Regions from separate parts of the Mus musculus genome. Here region 2 is linked to region 1. The links are chromatin contacts, called in public Hi-C maps. All regions are on one chromosome and are shown on one strand. The core of a region is the stretch at or near the end of the contact, and the rest is flanking DNA. Distances in the headings are between cores, read along the strand shown. Region 1 overlaps Prkcb (protein kinase C, beta). Region 2 overlaps Prkcb (protein kinase C, beta).

What was found. Hi-C and Micro-C count contacts between places; a contact is called where the count stands out from the background.
Region 2: a contact with region 1 is called in a Hi-C map of bone marrow-derived macrophages, with 2.8 times the contacts expected there. The contact joins two enhancer-like sites. A contact is called at or near these places in 1 of 39 promoter capture datasets (neutrophils), 16 of 484 Hi-C or Micro-C datasets (LSK cells, T follicular helper cells, bone marrow-derived dendritic cells and 11 more) and 3 of 115 datasets of contacts at active chromatin or transcription factors (double positive thymocytes, large pre-B cells and oligodendrocyte precursor cells).

The regions. Positions count from the first base shown.
Region 1 is chr7:122,454,742-122,462,411 of GRCm38.p6, reverse strand. Prkcb (protein kinase C, beta) reads right to left here. Exons shown (of 17, transcript NM_008855.2): 4 at 5,086-5,197; 5 at 4,240-4,368. Among named protein-coding and RNA genes, the nearest start is that of Gm51497, 160 kb to the right of the region's middle. Within about 2 kb of position 2,986, at least 36 of the 459 cell types and tissues checked have an H3K27ac peak or open chromatin away from gene starts, as enhancers often do. A contact at or near this core is called in bone marrow-derived macrophages, where this site is marked.
Region 2 is chr7:122,351,643-122,359,312 of GRCm38.p6, reverse strand. The region is part of intron 2 of Prkcb (protein kinase C, beta); the gene reads right to left. Among named protein-coding and RNA genes, the nearest start is that of Gm51497, 59 kb to the right of the region's middle. Within about 2 kb of position 2,597, at least 15 of the 459 cell types and tissues checked have an H3K27ac peak or open chromatin away from gene starts, as enhancers often do. A contact at or near this core is called in bone marrow-derived macrophages, where this site is marked.

The DNA of each region.
Region 1 (7,670 bases), core at 1,737-4,236:
CCCTTCCCCCAGAACACAGGAATCATTGCAGATGAGGGGAGAAAAGCTACAAGACCCAAAAAGTAGTGGACATCTGCATCAAAATAACATCTGTGAGAATGACATATGATTATATGCACAGGATCAAGTCAGCCGAAACTCCAGCATGGAAGTCAGACAGAAGGGTTCATTAAACTCCACCTCCAGCTGAAGAGTCACTGGCACTTGATGGCTGTGGCAGAGGGACAGTCAATTTTCTTCAGGGAGGTGGCCCTACACCCATGAGAATCCAGGCAGCACTAAGAGGACCAAGTGGTTTCTTTTCATTTATTTCTTAAGAGCATCTAAAGTTGGGAAGAAAAAAGGTGGAAGGGGGAAGAATGGGAGGGGTGGGAAAGGGGTAGATTTAATCAAAATACGTTATATGCATGTAAGAAATCCTCAGATCTAAAAAGATGTGGCTGTTGTTAATGCAAACCATCACTTTGTATACTAACCTAAAATTTAAATTTAGAAAGAATATAGCCATAATGTATGAGATTGGAATGTCAGATTTTCTGTTGATAGGATGATAATGAATCAAAATCGGTTGAATAATATATTGTTATATGCACAAGGACTCAGAATTTTGACTTCTGGCTCATTGTATGACCGTGATCTAGTGTTATGACATGGTGTTACCTTCTCCCATAAGGTCACTAGGCATAGTATGTCAACATGGCTTCCTATGTTTCTAAAAGTACCACTGCTCTGTATCATCCAGAGAACAAGGAGGTCATGGGTCCAAAGGGTGCATCCTGGTCCCATGATGACTTACTGTTGGCATTGGATGAGATATTAAAGATTGTGTGTGTAATCAACTTTCTTATAACAATAATACTGTGAGATAGAATCTCTGCTGATTCTAACCTCAGAAGGTACCTGGAGGTCTCAGGTCTAACAGGATCTTTTATTGTATTCTGATTCCACAAATGTGCAGTGATGCCAAACTTACCAGGGGTTGGGAGGCACAGGTCATGAACCAAAAAGACCCACTCTGCCCCTGTGGGACTAATTAATGTCTGTGGAAAGGCAAACCCAAAACTGTAACCATCCAAGTTCAAGTTCACTATACTCTGTGTGACTAAGGCATGGGGAGGTGAAGGCTGAGAATCTAGTGAGTTCTGCAAAGGAGTTAAGCTCCAGCAGAAAACATGGCAAAGATGAGCTTGCACAGGGCCACCTTCTAGAGAATTCCTGGAGAGAGTATGGATGGATAGTGGCCCTACTGTGTCTGATCTAAGTGACCTGAGGATGTGAGGAACCCCACTGATGGGTTCAGAAGAATTGGCCATTCTGATCATGGCCTACAAGAGCCACGGGAGTGAAGAGACAACTTGGGTTTCAGCAGTGGGGAAGATAGACGCCCTTCTGCCCAGGGAAGGGCTGGATTTATGCACAGCATATGAGACCCAGGTCTGACAACGGTGTCCCAGGCTGGTGGCCAGTAGAAAGTTCTAACCCCACAAGTGCGTCTAGGGTTTGTGTGAGGTAAAACACAAGGCCACTTCTGGTGCAGAACTTCTGAGAAGGCCCCAGGCAACCTTTAAGTCTCTTATTAGAATCAATAAATAAGGTTATGCTAAGCACAGCCTATGCCTGAATTGTGAAGGAGTTATTAGCAAGGTGTAGTGACACGGTGGCCCAGATGGGAATCTCTGCTCTGTCTCTGATCTTGGTTAAGCTTTGCCAAGTCTTAGTCTCTCTTGGCCTGTGAAGGCAACAGCATTAGTCCATTGAGCAATCTCACAGACACTACTAAAATGCTTGCAGCTTTATAATTAAAGTTTGCGGGACCCTAAGGATGGAAAATTCTATTCTGAACTTTAAGGGGGCCTCAACTTTTCTACCTTCCATTATTGAGTTGAATTGTGACCCCCCCCCCAAATCCTAAGTTCAAACCTGCATCCTGCCACCTGTGACCATGACCTTATATGGACATAAAGTCCTTATGGTTGTGCTCAAGTGAGGATCAGGTCATAGTAGGTTAAGGTGGGCCACAATCCAATGGTTGGCATCCTAATTTAGCAGACGTACAGCAAAGAACACATACACATTAGAGTCACAGAACCCCAAAGACTGTCAGCAACCAGCAGAAGTATAGATCAGAGTCCCTTGGAGCCCAGCACAGGGAATAACACTACTGACCTAGACCTTCAGGACTCTGCAAGAATCAAAGTCCATGGTACTTTGTTGCTATAGCAACAGATATCACAGATGTGTCCCAGGACAGCCTGAGAGACATTAGTACAATTATGCAGAATACCTGACCTTGAGCTCAAAAGACTCCTGTGCCCTCAAATCATCAAAGACTCCGAGTGGATTCCCCTAAGAGCTACTGCTGCTAAACTAGAAAAGGAAATAAATGGGAAACTAAGCAACGAGACGAAGCTAAGCTAAAACAGTAACTTGGTGTGTATAGGAGAGTGCTTTCAAGTCAGTTGGACCTAGCTGGGGAACTGAGCACCTGATGAACCTGTTTCAGGATGGGTACCAGGATAATGCTCACTTCCCTAGATCACATTCCTAAAATGAACTTATCAGGCAAGATGGTCCTGTGGCTCTAAATACACTCTGTAAATGTGACTGCCCATGGCAACCGTTTTCAACCACTAGGTGGCAGCAGAGCCTCAGTTTTTGTCCCTCAGGCACTGAAGGCTCAAGTCAATGGTGAGGGATAGGGCAGGCTTTCCTTGAACTTGTTACCCTAAGATTCTCTGTTGTCCCACTCCTACCCCACAAGCACCTCTCTGGGAGACAGCTGCCTCCTCCCTTGGCCTGTCCTTGAAGGAAAAGCCTCTTGATGAAGCCATCTTCTCTAAGAACTCACCAGGTTTCTGAAACGGCCCTTTCAAAAAGGAGTTATAGTTTTTAACTTTTATATGGTTTAAGCAAACTCTGACCACATTAGGGCTCAGCAGGTCAGTGCTACTAAACCCTTCTGGGGCCTCAGAAATTGGCCAACTTAACAAAACCGACTCCTTCCGTGATGAAATGGTGAGGCCTTGTATATACAAATTAGTTACGTAAGTCTACAGAGTTTGTGTCGCAAGCCTGGAAGAAACGGTTCCTTCAAATCCCCACACCATTGTGTCTAGTTTTTTTGTACTGGTTTTGCCGTGAGGAACGGGTAAGTCTCTGCCAGTCCAGCACAGGTGAATTCCTATTCTCTGAGTATCACAGATGCTCACCACAGAAAAGCAGATAGGCCCTTCTTTCTGCCCTTTGTGTGTCTCCTCTCCTAGGCAAATTGCTGTGTTTTCTCAGTTCAGACACAAAACAAGTATGCAGAATATTATAGTGATTGGCATAGCTCCCAACAGGTTAAAATAAATTTTGGAGGCCCCGGATAGTTCTCTGGCCTGCATACCCCCTCCCTCCCTCTTTAAGACATAAATTCTTCCAAATTTGGTGTTGGTCATCAAGACTCTATGTTCCCATTGGAAAAGTCTGGGGAGGAAGCAAGGATGCCTTCTCTGTTATCTGAAAAAGGGCACAGGCACTTCACGTTCCAGGAGACGCGGAGAGAACAGATAGGAGGCAGGAAGAAGATTCTGTGAAATTATAAGTCCTTTCAGTATCCTCAATACAAGGAAACCATAGGTGTCTGAGCAGTGCAGACATATGTGAAAATTATCTTGATTTGGTCATTATGATTTGCACATGTGTCAAAATATACCACGTCCACAAATGTATACTATTACTGTATTTTAATTACACATTCTTTGTTGCTGCTATTGTTGTTGTTGTTTTAAAGAAGGGCGAATGGAGGGCTCAGGTGGCCCAGAGATACATGAAGGTTACCTTGACTTGATGGTCACATATTGTACATGTGTCAGATATACTGTGGCCACAAATAAATACAATTATTATAATTTCAATTTCACATTTTGTTTTTAGAATGAAGCCTGGAAGGCTCAGCTGCCCTTTAGGCAGCTGAAGCCACCTCAAAGTGCTGAGAAGGTGGCTTTGAGGTTCCACAGTCTGAGGACTTCACTGTGGAGAAGGGCCACACTGGAGGCAGGAGCAAAGCAGCCACATTATGCACATTATGCCCCTCCGTGCACCTGTGACCTGCCTGGGCACTATCCCCACCCCCACCCACCCACCTCCCACCCCCTCACCCCTTCCCACCCCACCCCCACCCCCTCACATGTTCACGGAACTCTGGAACCCTGAAGCTCGGGCACCTCCCGATGCAGGAGCCTCGGGGCCACCTACCAACAACAATGAGAACCTCTCTGTCGATGTGGGCCTGGATATAGATGCGGCCGCGGCGTTCCGTGTGGTCAGTGCCGCAGAGGCTGGGGACGTTCATCACGCAGCGCTTGTGCACGTTCATCATACAGGCTGTGAGGGCAGAGAGAGGGAAGGGAGGAATGGCTCAGGCTGGTTCAGGTTGGCCCACGCTGGGGGCTCCAGGCATCAGCTGTACCTAGACCCACCGGTGCCTTCCTGTTCCCTGACCTTAGTGACACCCACCTAGCAGAGAACAAGTTACATCCTATCAGAAGGACTTCTCCAAATCTTTCTCCCAACCCTGATGCATGAAGGAAGGATGGGGGTCATTCTCCTTGAAGGCTAAGTTATAGCCTGAAGCAGTACCTCTATATTTCTATACTCCTGTGGTTCTGAAGTGCCAACTCAAATGCCCAGTGCACCATCCTGCAAGTGAGGGAAGATGTGGAGGTGGTCCCGTGGAGGACAAGGCCACACCCACCCAAGTAGACCCTATAGGAATGTTTACACGATGTTGTCAAACTGCCCCATGTTTAATGTCATCAAGAACACACTTACGTAAGATATCTCCTAGTTTAAAGTAGTGACATTAATAGCTTGAGTTCCCCAGAGAGCGGACACAACAGGGAGGTGGTGTATAGGAAGTGTTCTGCACGGGGATGAGCTGGCCCACCTTGTTATGGGGAGAAGACCTCAATACAGGACATCGGGTAACAACAGTACCTTTCCTACCCAGGGGTCAGGGGACACAGTGCAGACGTGGACCCTAAGCCATTAGGATAGAAGCCTCTCTTGTGGCACATGCCCCCCAGGACGTCAAGGACTTACTGTCGCATTTCATCCCCTGGTGAATAAGTCCATACAGCAGCGATCCACAGTGGTCACAGAAGGTAGGACTGGAGTACGTGTGGATCTTAAACTTGTGTTTGCTCCGGGGGTCCTGAGACCAAGAGAAACAGACAGAAGAGGCCACCGTTAGTGAGGAGAGCAGAGGACTGTGCCTGCATTGAATGGACAACTCATGAAGGACTGAACCGGGTCCTGCCATGCCCGTCAGGACCATCGCTGGAGCACCATGCACGGACTCGATACTAGACAAGTGGGGTCAGAGGGGTGGGTACGTAAGACAGATGACTGGTCAAACTCCATGTCCAGAAGGCATTCACAGGGCCAACCTGCAAATCCTAGCACTCAGCAGGCCCCCTGCTCCTAGCTCCACCCACCCCTTCCTTCTGCAAACAGTCTTCTAGAGTGATCTAAACCCAAGTCTAACCACAAAGTGTTCCCACTTACAGGTCATTTGACCCTCAGGGAACAACCTTCACAGAGGACAGTCTACAAGCCGTGGCCGAGAGGGCCGGGGTTCCACCCCTCCCTTTCACAGCAGAGCCCTTGAATTATAGCGGAGGCCATGCTCAATAGACACCAGAGTTCCTGGCTTCCTTTGTAGCTTGATGTGGCCATGGGTTCTGATCAATGGGAAGTATAAACTTCTGGATCATTCCATTAAAAGGAACATACATGTGCCTCTTGCCTCTTTTGCCCTCCCTACTGGCCAGAAAGTGAGAAAATGTTATGACCTTAAACTCAAACTTGGAGCCTGAGAACAGAGCCAGCCTAACAGCCTTGGACAACGCCTTTGAGGTTGATGCCTGAGAGAAAAGCCTCATGTCTGTCTGCCCAGGTCTCCATATATGGAGGACTACATGCTCATTACTATTTACTGGTTACAGCAACAGCTTGCACAATCCCTTAACTAATAAGCACGGCCACGACACCCTAGTGGTGAGGGGTTGAGGACACGGGGTCAGACTATGGAGCATAAACCAGCGCTCTTCTTTGTGGAATGGCTTTGGGCACGTTCTTTCATCTCTTTCTGCTTCAGTTTCCTTGTCCATAAAATGTACATAATGATAGTGCTAAGGCTATCATTATGGCATAAGACTGTTGGAAAGAATAAACGGATTAACCTGCGTGGAGGGCAGAGCATCCGAAGCACAGTGAGCTCTGAGTACAAGGATCCCAGCATCACTGTGGCTTCCCTATGGTGTATGCTCAGACACACGGACGGTGCCAGGTGCATAGCATGTTCTCAGTACTCAGAACACATTCACACACACATATATACATACATACACACACACACACACACACACACACACACACACACACAAAACACCCTCCCCCACTCTATGCTCTGCATGTCCCTCCTCCCTCAAATGCCCTCCTCTTTCCAAACCCAGGGCACAGCTGTTTCACCCTAGAATCAGTACTCAGCTGAAACTAATATTGTGGGTGAAGGTTCCAACCCAGGGCTGATGGGACACTTAGCTGCAGGCTGCAGTCCCTCTCTCCCTCCAGCCATTCACCGAGTCACCGGATTCACTGATCCAGGGGCAGGTACCACCTTAAAATTTATATATAATTTACACACACACACACACACACTACTGACAAGCTTGTCCAAAGAGACTCTTCTAATTTAAAATGAATCCACGTACCTATTCAAATCTGTAAAAAGAAAAAAAAATGAAAACTGACCATATCAAGGTATCAGTGCTGGTGAGAACACCGGAAATTTCCATGCAGTTGGCAGGGGTGGGTGGGGTTTATCTTCGAAGCTGAACATACTCTTATCAGAGATGACCTATCTCTGAGTCTCAGATGAAATGAAAGCCTGTCTACTGAAATCCCATATGTGAAATTACAATCACTCTGTTGAAAATGACTCAAAACCCAGAAATATCCCCAATATGTCCTCCAGTGTGTGGATGGATAAAGGATGAAGCATCTTTGCTCTGGGTCCCTTCTGGGCCTTTTGATAGACTGACCTTGTCAAAGTCAAGTTCTGGGTTCCAGTTGGGGTTTGACTTTCCTAAGCCGACCTTGTGTATAAAGCAAGGGAGACCAAGAACAAAAACAAACCATCAACTGGGTGGGTTTTGTTGTGTATAATTGAGTGGTTCTGCAGTATTGGGGAAATGTGCTTTGGGGCTGGGGAACTTGGTGCATAGAGCATCTGCCACACAGCCTGAGGACTGGAAATCAAGTCCTCAGCACTCACATAGAAGCCAGTGGCTATGGCAGTCCACCTATAAGGCCAACCCTCCTAGAGCGGCAACAGGGAGCAAGCTGGCCAGAACCAGTGAGAGAGCATTTCTCAATATATAGGTAAAGAGTGACGGGAAACAACACTGGACATTAGCCTCTGACCTCCACAAGAACATGCATATGTGCCCACACACATGCAAGCATCTGTACACATAGAAATGTATTTAAATATGGCTCTCTCAGAGTTCCTCAACCACGTAGGTTTCTGTGCCCTGCATCTTCAAAATGAGTTGCAGTTTCTTTCATGACATTACAGCCCTCTGCCATTATTGGCCCTTAAAAAGTGCTGAAAGTCTGTCTCC
Region 2 (7,670 bases), core at 1,348-3,847, 100 kb after region 1:
TTGCCTATGTCACCATGTCTTTGTTTCTAAAAATTAAAATTTGCGTAAGATCCAGATTCCTCATTTCTTTTGAAAAGATGGAAGGGCTGGAAGCTTTACAATCAGGCTTCAACAGACAGAAGCCGCTCACTACTCAGGGCCCTCTTCTCTTCTCTTCTCTTCTCTTCTCTTCTCTTCTCTTCTCTTCTCTTCTCTCTCTCTTTCTTTCTTTATTTATTTATTTCGCATCCTGATTGGAGCTTCCCTCCCTCCTCTCTTTGAGTTCCCCCCTCCCTCCTTCCCTCCCCTATGCTCTCTCCCTTTCTGCTCAGAGAAGGGGAGGCCTCTCGTGGATATCATCCCATCTTCGTATATCAAGCTGTAATAGAACTGAGCGCATCTTCTTCTGTTGAGGCTAGACAAGACCATCCAGTAAGGGACCCAGAGGCAGGCAACATTGTCACAGAGAGCCTCTGATCCTGCTGTCAGAGGTCCCACATGAGAACCAAGCTATACATCTGTTACATAAGTATAGGAAGCCTAGGTCCATACCACGTGTGCTCTCTGATTGGTGGTTCAGTCTCTGGGAATCCCTTTGGGCCCAAGTTAATTGATTTTGTAGGTTTTCTTATGGTGTCCTTGACCTCTCTGGCCCTTCTTCCACAAGATCCCCTGAGCTCTGCCTAATGTTTGGGTGCAACTCTCTGCATCTGTTTCTATCAGCTGCTGGGTGAAGCCACTCAGACGACTGCTAGGCTAGCCTCCCATCTGCAAGGATAGCAGAACATTATTTACAGTGTCAGGGGTGGGCTCTCTCTCACGGCATGGGACTCAAGCTGGCCATTCCCTCACTTTCTGCTCTCTCTTTATCCCTGCACCTCTTATAGGCAGGAAATACTATGGGTCGAAGCTTTTGTGGATGGGTTGGTGTCCCTCCTCCCACTGGAAGTCTTGCCTGGTTATAGGTGGGCGATTCATGTTCCATATCCCCTATTGCTAGGAGTCTCAGCTGACAGGACACCACTATGAACCTCAATGTGGTTCAATGACAATACTTCACTCCAACCCACTCCACTCACTTAGGTCCCCCATGCAGCTCTTGTAGGGTTTTAATTTTCAGGCTTTTACGCTGACATGCTCATCCACAGATAAATATTCACATGTTGTCTTAATCACCCAAAGTCTTCTGAGCACTGAGTTTTCATTACCCTGCCTTAGTGTCCCGTGTACCATAAAAGCAAACACTCAGGTCAACAACTGACCACAGACTGGCTTGCCGCCAGGCCTTTGCTCATACTGGTCCCTTGCCAGCTTGTCCTTCCCCGAAATCTTGCTGCTGTACAACTTCAGTGAGCCTGCAAGATGCAACTCAGATGCCTTCTTATGTACCCATCTGGATGCCCATCCAAGGCTTGTGCTTCAGAGTTAATACATTTCCTGGCATTCTCGGAACACGAGAGCACATCGTGTCTGAGCCTAGATTCCTTCTCATTTGGGCCCTAATTGTGTAAGGACAAGGCTAACTCTTCATGACACCAAGAGCTCCTCTAGAAGAAGGACCGAAGCGGCTCAAGAGCCGGGTAAGGGGTGAACTCGATTGTTGAGCAGAGTTCAGATCCCAGAAGCCCACATAAGTACTAGGTGGACATGGGAACTGCCTTTAATTCCCCTCTCAGAAACCAGAGCAAGCTGGCTAGCCATATCAGAGAGTCCGGATTAAGAGACCCTGCCTGAGCAAGTCAGGTGGAACAGTAATTAATTAAGGCCTATACACACACACACACACAAACACAAACACGGAAATACACATATATACACACACATAGGCATGTGCCCACACACATGTGTCATTCTCACAAACACATAAAAAAACCAGGACAAAGTCCTCAGCACCTTAATACATCCTTTAAGATGAAGAAGCCCACCTTCCCTTTCTTCTTTAAGTCTCCACTTTGAAAGACGAGGAAGCTGAGGCCTGCAAAGACTTAGGGCCCCAGGGTACTTTTCCTGCACATGATGCCCCCTGGGCACACAGATTCCCCTTGCCAACTTCCACTCTCCCAGCCCTCCCCTCCTTGCTCTCCTTTGAGCCCCAAGCAGCCAGGAATCAGCTGCTTCACCCACTCCTCTCCCCGAGAGCCTGCACTGAACACTACTCTGCTCCCCCCACACACCATGTGACAAGGAACTGGGTAACCCTCCTCCATCACAGGAGCCTTGGAAGTGGCTCCTACCTCCCTCTGAAATTACATTAAATCGTCCCATTAGTGTCAAAAAGGAAAGATGCATGATACTTTCACAAATTTCCCTTTTAAAAGAAAATTATCTGGGAACTGTACTCCAGCTGCTTCCAGCAAACTGGAGGTTACTCAGGGGCAGATTTTATTTGTAATGAGCCACACAAAAAAAAAAAAAAATCAGTCTAAATGCCAGCATTTATTCCGGTTGTGCTAGCTTGAATCAATACAGATGTGATAATACAGAATCGAGAAAGTTAACTTGAATAAAAACTTTGCCCAAGAAGATATGCACGTGGTCAATAGGAACCTGCAATCATGCATTAGGGAAACACAAACTGGAGCTATAAGGCATTGCCTCATACCCTTAAGAGGGCTGACAACAGCAACAAAGGAAAGGAAGAAAATGACAAGTGTTGGTGAAGTTACGGGGAAACTGCAGTGCCATGAGGTAAAAGATTTAAAAAAAAGCACAGCTGCTATGGAAAATAGAGTGTTGCTTCCTCAAAAAAACTAAAAATTAGTTACCGTGTGACACAGCAATTCAACATCCAGAAAACAAAACAAAAGCAGACTTTGTAGCCACTCTTGTTGAAGCTTAAAAATCACAGTAGCCAAGAGGTAGAAGAGACTCAAGTGTCCACTGGCAGGTGAATAGTTAAGCCGCATGCCATCTGTGTGTGCAGTGGAATATTATTTAGCTTTAAAAATAAAATTCTGGCACATCATCCAACGTGGATGAATCCTGAAGGCATTGTGTTAAGTGAAGTGAGCCAATTACAGAAAGACAAATGCTATATCATTTCACCTGCATGAAGTACCTGGAGTGCTCAAACTCAGACAGACGGTGGTTGGCAGAGCTGGAGGAAGTGGCGAGTGGAGGATTGTTTAATGGGGAGAGAGTTGAACTTTTTCAAGAGAAACAAAGTCTACAGATCTTTTGCACAAGTATGCGAATGCGCTTAAAAACAATAGGACTATGCACTTAAAAGGGGCCAAGAAGGTAATTTATGTTTAAAAAACATGAACATGAGAATATATTTTCCTTTTTAAAAATACTATGTGTGTATATTAGCACACACACACACAAACACACAAACACGAGTGCTCACACACACACACACCACGCTGAGCCATCTCATCAGTTCACACGCACTCATTCTTTCCTCTGATAAAAATGTCACGACTCAGAGTAGAACCTAAGAGGAACTTCAATACTCCGAGGAATTTGGGACTCGATTGAGGGGTGGCTAAAGGCAAAGGTGTTTAAAGCAAACGCTGCTCCGAATGAGTTCCTCCCATGATGCTGTTTTCACATGAACCTCCGTATTTGAAGCACCTCCCCATGATACCTCCTCAAGCATGCTCTGCAATGTCGTTCAATTCAATTTGATTGGACACATTCTAGGAATCATTGTAGTGGAAAGAAATCTACAGTTACCTCCAAAAAAGATTCCCTCAACAATGTATGTCCCTTACCTCACACTGTGATTGAAACTCCAAGACCTGATTGATAGATAAACCAACTCAGGATGAAGTTCCTAAACTGGAAACCAGACACATTTTATTTTATGCCATGATAAGTTCCGTTTGCTAGAATAAATGAGTGGCCCGACCACGCTCAGAGTAAAGCATTGCAGAACCTTCAGTGATGAGACCACAGCTCTGAACTCATCTCTAAGCATAGACTTGGCTGCTCTTGCTTTTATATAAAGCACTGTATTCTTAACTTGAGGCTTTTTTTATGGTGCAGTCTTCATTGACACCCTCCGCAATGAGAGTATTCGGTCCTGTTTGCCCAATCCTTATTTAAGAAAGCATTTCAAAATTGTTTGGTGACTAGGTTTGGGTGGACAGTAACTTCACTTCATCCTCCATAAAAGAGGCAACCCTGTGATGGGGGAATGGGTGGGTCTCTCCTCCTGACCTCACGCTACCCAAGACACAAACTTCTTGTGTGAAGCTGATGAGAGCCTGTGGGAAAGGTTAGCTTGGTTTCAGGAAGCCTCACTCAACCCATCAAGGACAGGTGATTACTTCCTGCACCTTCCCATGGGCGTCCTCTTTGACCTCCATCACAACCTTCCCACTTTTGATTGTTACTTCCATCCTTCTATCCCTCCACATATCAGAAGGTGACCCTATCCCCAGCTAAGCTGACCCCTCTTTGGCTCTCATTTGCTAACACAAGGTGATCCCCACTTGGCTCTGAGAGGTCTCTGCTCTTCCCCCTGAAGCACCCAATTTCATGACACCCCATATTTTTCTCTCATTCATCTAACCTGAGGCATCAGCTCAACATAATTAAACCTACTGGTCTGGTGAATGAAAACCAGGAAGACAGGTCAGAAAGTGAACTGTGAAACCCTTTTATTGGCCCTGTCACCTGCCTTCAACGTAGAGATAAATGTACAATCTAGACGAGGTCCCTTTCCTGAACTGGGTCAGTTTTGGATCGTTTACCCTTCATCCATCTTGCAAGAAAGAAAGAAAGAAAGAAAGAAAGAAAGAAAGAAAGAAAGAAAGAAAGAAAGAAAGAAAGAGGGGGGAGGGAGGGAGGGAGGGAGGGAGGGGGGAGGGAGGGAGGGAGGGAGGGAGGGAGGGAGGGAGGGAGGGAGGGAGGGAGGAAGAAGGAGGAAGGAAGGAAGGAAGGAAGGAAGGAAGGAAGGAAGGAAGGAAGGAAGGAAGGAAGATCTGAGCTTCTCTCTTTGCCTATGATGAAACCTTTTTTCAGCCAACTGAAATGAAGGGCAGTTTCGATGTCTTAGGCATGGTCCCAATGAAGAACCATACAGAAGCTGAAAATGGCCTTTGGCTAGTGACTGCCACCTGGCATGTGGCTCACCGGCTCTGTTTTTGACATCAGATCTTTGGAAGCCAATACCATTCATACTCTGGTCCTACAGTACCCTGAGAGCCAGACTGTCCCTTCCCTAGGTGCACCGTTGGATATGAAGTTTGGGCAGACCACAGAAAAGGCTTCAGTGTGACTGTTTCCACCACACCCTGGACCCAGAGTCCTAGAGCAAAGATGCTCTGTATTGGCTAATGTAGAACAAATTCTGATAGTTTCTGTTTCTTTATAAGGCTGACCTTGGACTTACTAAACTGCCCAAGCTAGCCTCAAACTTATGATCAATCCCCTTGCCTCAGCCTTTAGGGTCCTGAGGGTATGGATATCTGCCACCACACTCTGCCCAAAACATGCTGCTGAGAAACAAAATGTTTAGCTAGCATTTTAATGTGAGTGGAGGAGAGAAAATAAATTATTTTTAAAAATTAAAAATAAATGATATTCATATACTTCCTTATCTATTATAATCTATTTCCAGGGGAAAAAATTGTAAGAAACTAGTGGTATTTATTGCCTTTAAGTAGACAAACTGAATACCTAAGTCCAAACCAGCAGAGAGAAATCCTGAGTCGGTGAGACTGTAGGTAACTCTTCAAATAAAATGCAATTAAAGCCTTCTGTAAACAGGGCAGGATACAGCGATGCTGGGGGGAAACACTGCAGATATACATTGCTTGGCATGGAAAGCTGTTTATTGTGCTAATTGTGGGGAACAGAAAACAGATGTCAGGAATAATGTGTTTACAGCCAAGACTGGGTGTGCTGGTACCGGCCTGTCAACATACCACTCTAGGGGCTGAGGCAGAAGGGTCATGGGTATGAGGCCAGCCTAGGCTACACAAATAACTGTAGCCTGTCTCGAAATAATTAAAAATTGAAATGTGCATATGTACTTACTAAAATGTACAAGAACATAAAGAAACCCTGGCTCAAAATAATTAAAAATTGGAATGCCCATTTGTACTTATTAAAATGTGCATGGGAGATTTTGTTTTCTTCTCTGTTTTCATTTGATAAGTGCCCTTTAATAAGAATTTTAAATTTTATTAATTAAAAAGAAAGGAGAACCCATCTTTATGCTTTTGCTCTGTACAGTTTACTCCTTCCCCAGCAAGGCAGTGGCTCAGAAACTGTACTTCTCAGTACTTCTCAGGAATACCTTATTTGGAGGGACCGCAGAAAGGCCGCCAAGAAAGCATCCCTGTGGCCAGAAGTGCAGCAAGAGAGACAGGATTTCAAAAGACAGAGCTGTAAAAATCTCGGCATAAAATAAGCAACCAGGCTCTCATTTCAGCCATGTAAACAGTAATGTGTATTCATTAAAACTGCATTAGTCTAAGGAGTCCCCAGAGATCGGGCTGACGGGGGCGGGGCAGGGGCCGCCAGCTGCACCTGCTGTTGCTGACACAATGCGAGAAGACCAAATACGGTTTCCAGTGGATGGCATAACCATAAAGGAGAGAACTTGAGGGGTTTCTTGGCTTTCATCAGCCTTGTCAAAGATAAAGCAGTAACTGAAAAAAGACATGCACCAAAGACCCCAAACACATGGCTCGGTGTGGGTCGGCCCCGCCCTCCCCTGCTAAATGGTTCTCAAGGATAACACATGCTCACAAGCTGGGCTGGATGGATATCTCCAATGTGTTCTACTGCAGAGACTGCCTGGATCTCTGAGCCAAAGAAAGTGAAAGGCAAGCTCTTTCACCTTCCCCTAAAACCCAGAACAACTCTCAGTGAGCAAAACCCATCATGGAGAAGTTGTGGCCAACACCATTTTCAGGGCTTAGTATCCAAAGAGCTGCACATACCTTCATTTAGAGCCCCCAATCACCTGCAAAGTGGATCCTATTGCTGCCCCCATTTAAAAGTAAACTAGACATCAAAGCTCCAATAGGCACCATTCTTTACATTAAGTAACTGGGGGCTGAGAAGATGGCTCAACTGGTAAAGTGCCAGCCTGGCAAGCATGAGGCCCTGAGTTCAAATCCCCAGAACCCACATGAAAAGCCAGACAGGCTGCTGTGCACCCATAACCCCAGAGATGGCAAACTGAAGGGAACACGAGGATCCGAAGCTTGTGGACTGTGGTGAAATTTCAGCCTAATGAATGATGTTCTCAAACAAAAGATGGAAGGGACTTGAGGACTGACATCCACAGTCACCTCTGATCTCATACACAGCCTCCCCACCCCACCCCCAACACACACTTAAGTAACGGAAGCTTAAAAGCTTCACACACTTGAGAGGATTCTCACCCTAAGACAGAAATGGAGAAAGGCTTTCCTGTTCCCCCAGGTGTCGGGCCACATCTAAGCTCAGCTTAAGCTAAGAAAACCTAATAAGAGAGTAGCCACAGTCCCAGAATCAGTGAAGGGGAAAAAAACTTCCCTTTTGCAAGGCATGAAACTAAGTTGTTATCTGAGCAAGAATTCTGGGACAAGAAACAAAGGAAAACAAGAAGGTGGAAGAGATGTTCCAAGCCTTCCTGAAGCTAGCCAGGAAAGTCCTCCAAAGAGCTTCCTTCCCAGAAATGGAGCAGCTTCATGCGATGCTCATGTCTTTCTGGACATATCACTATTTAGCACTTTCAAGGTTAGCGA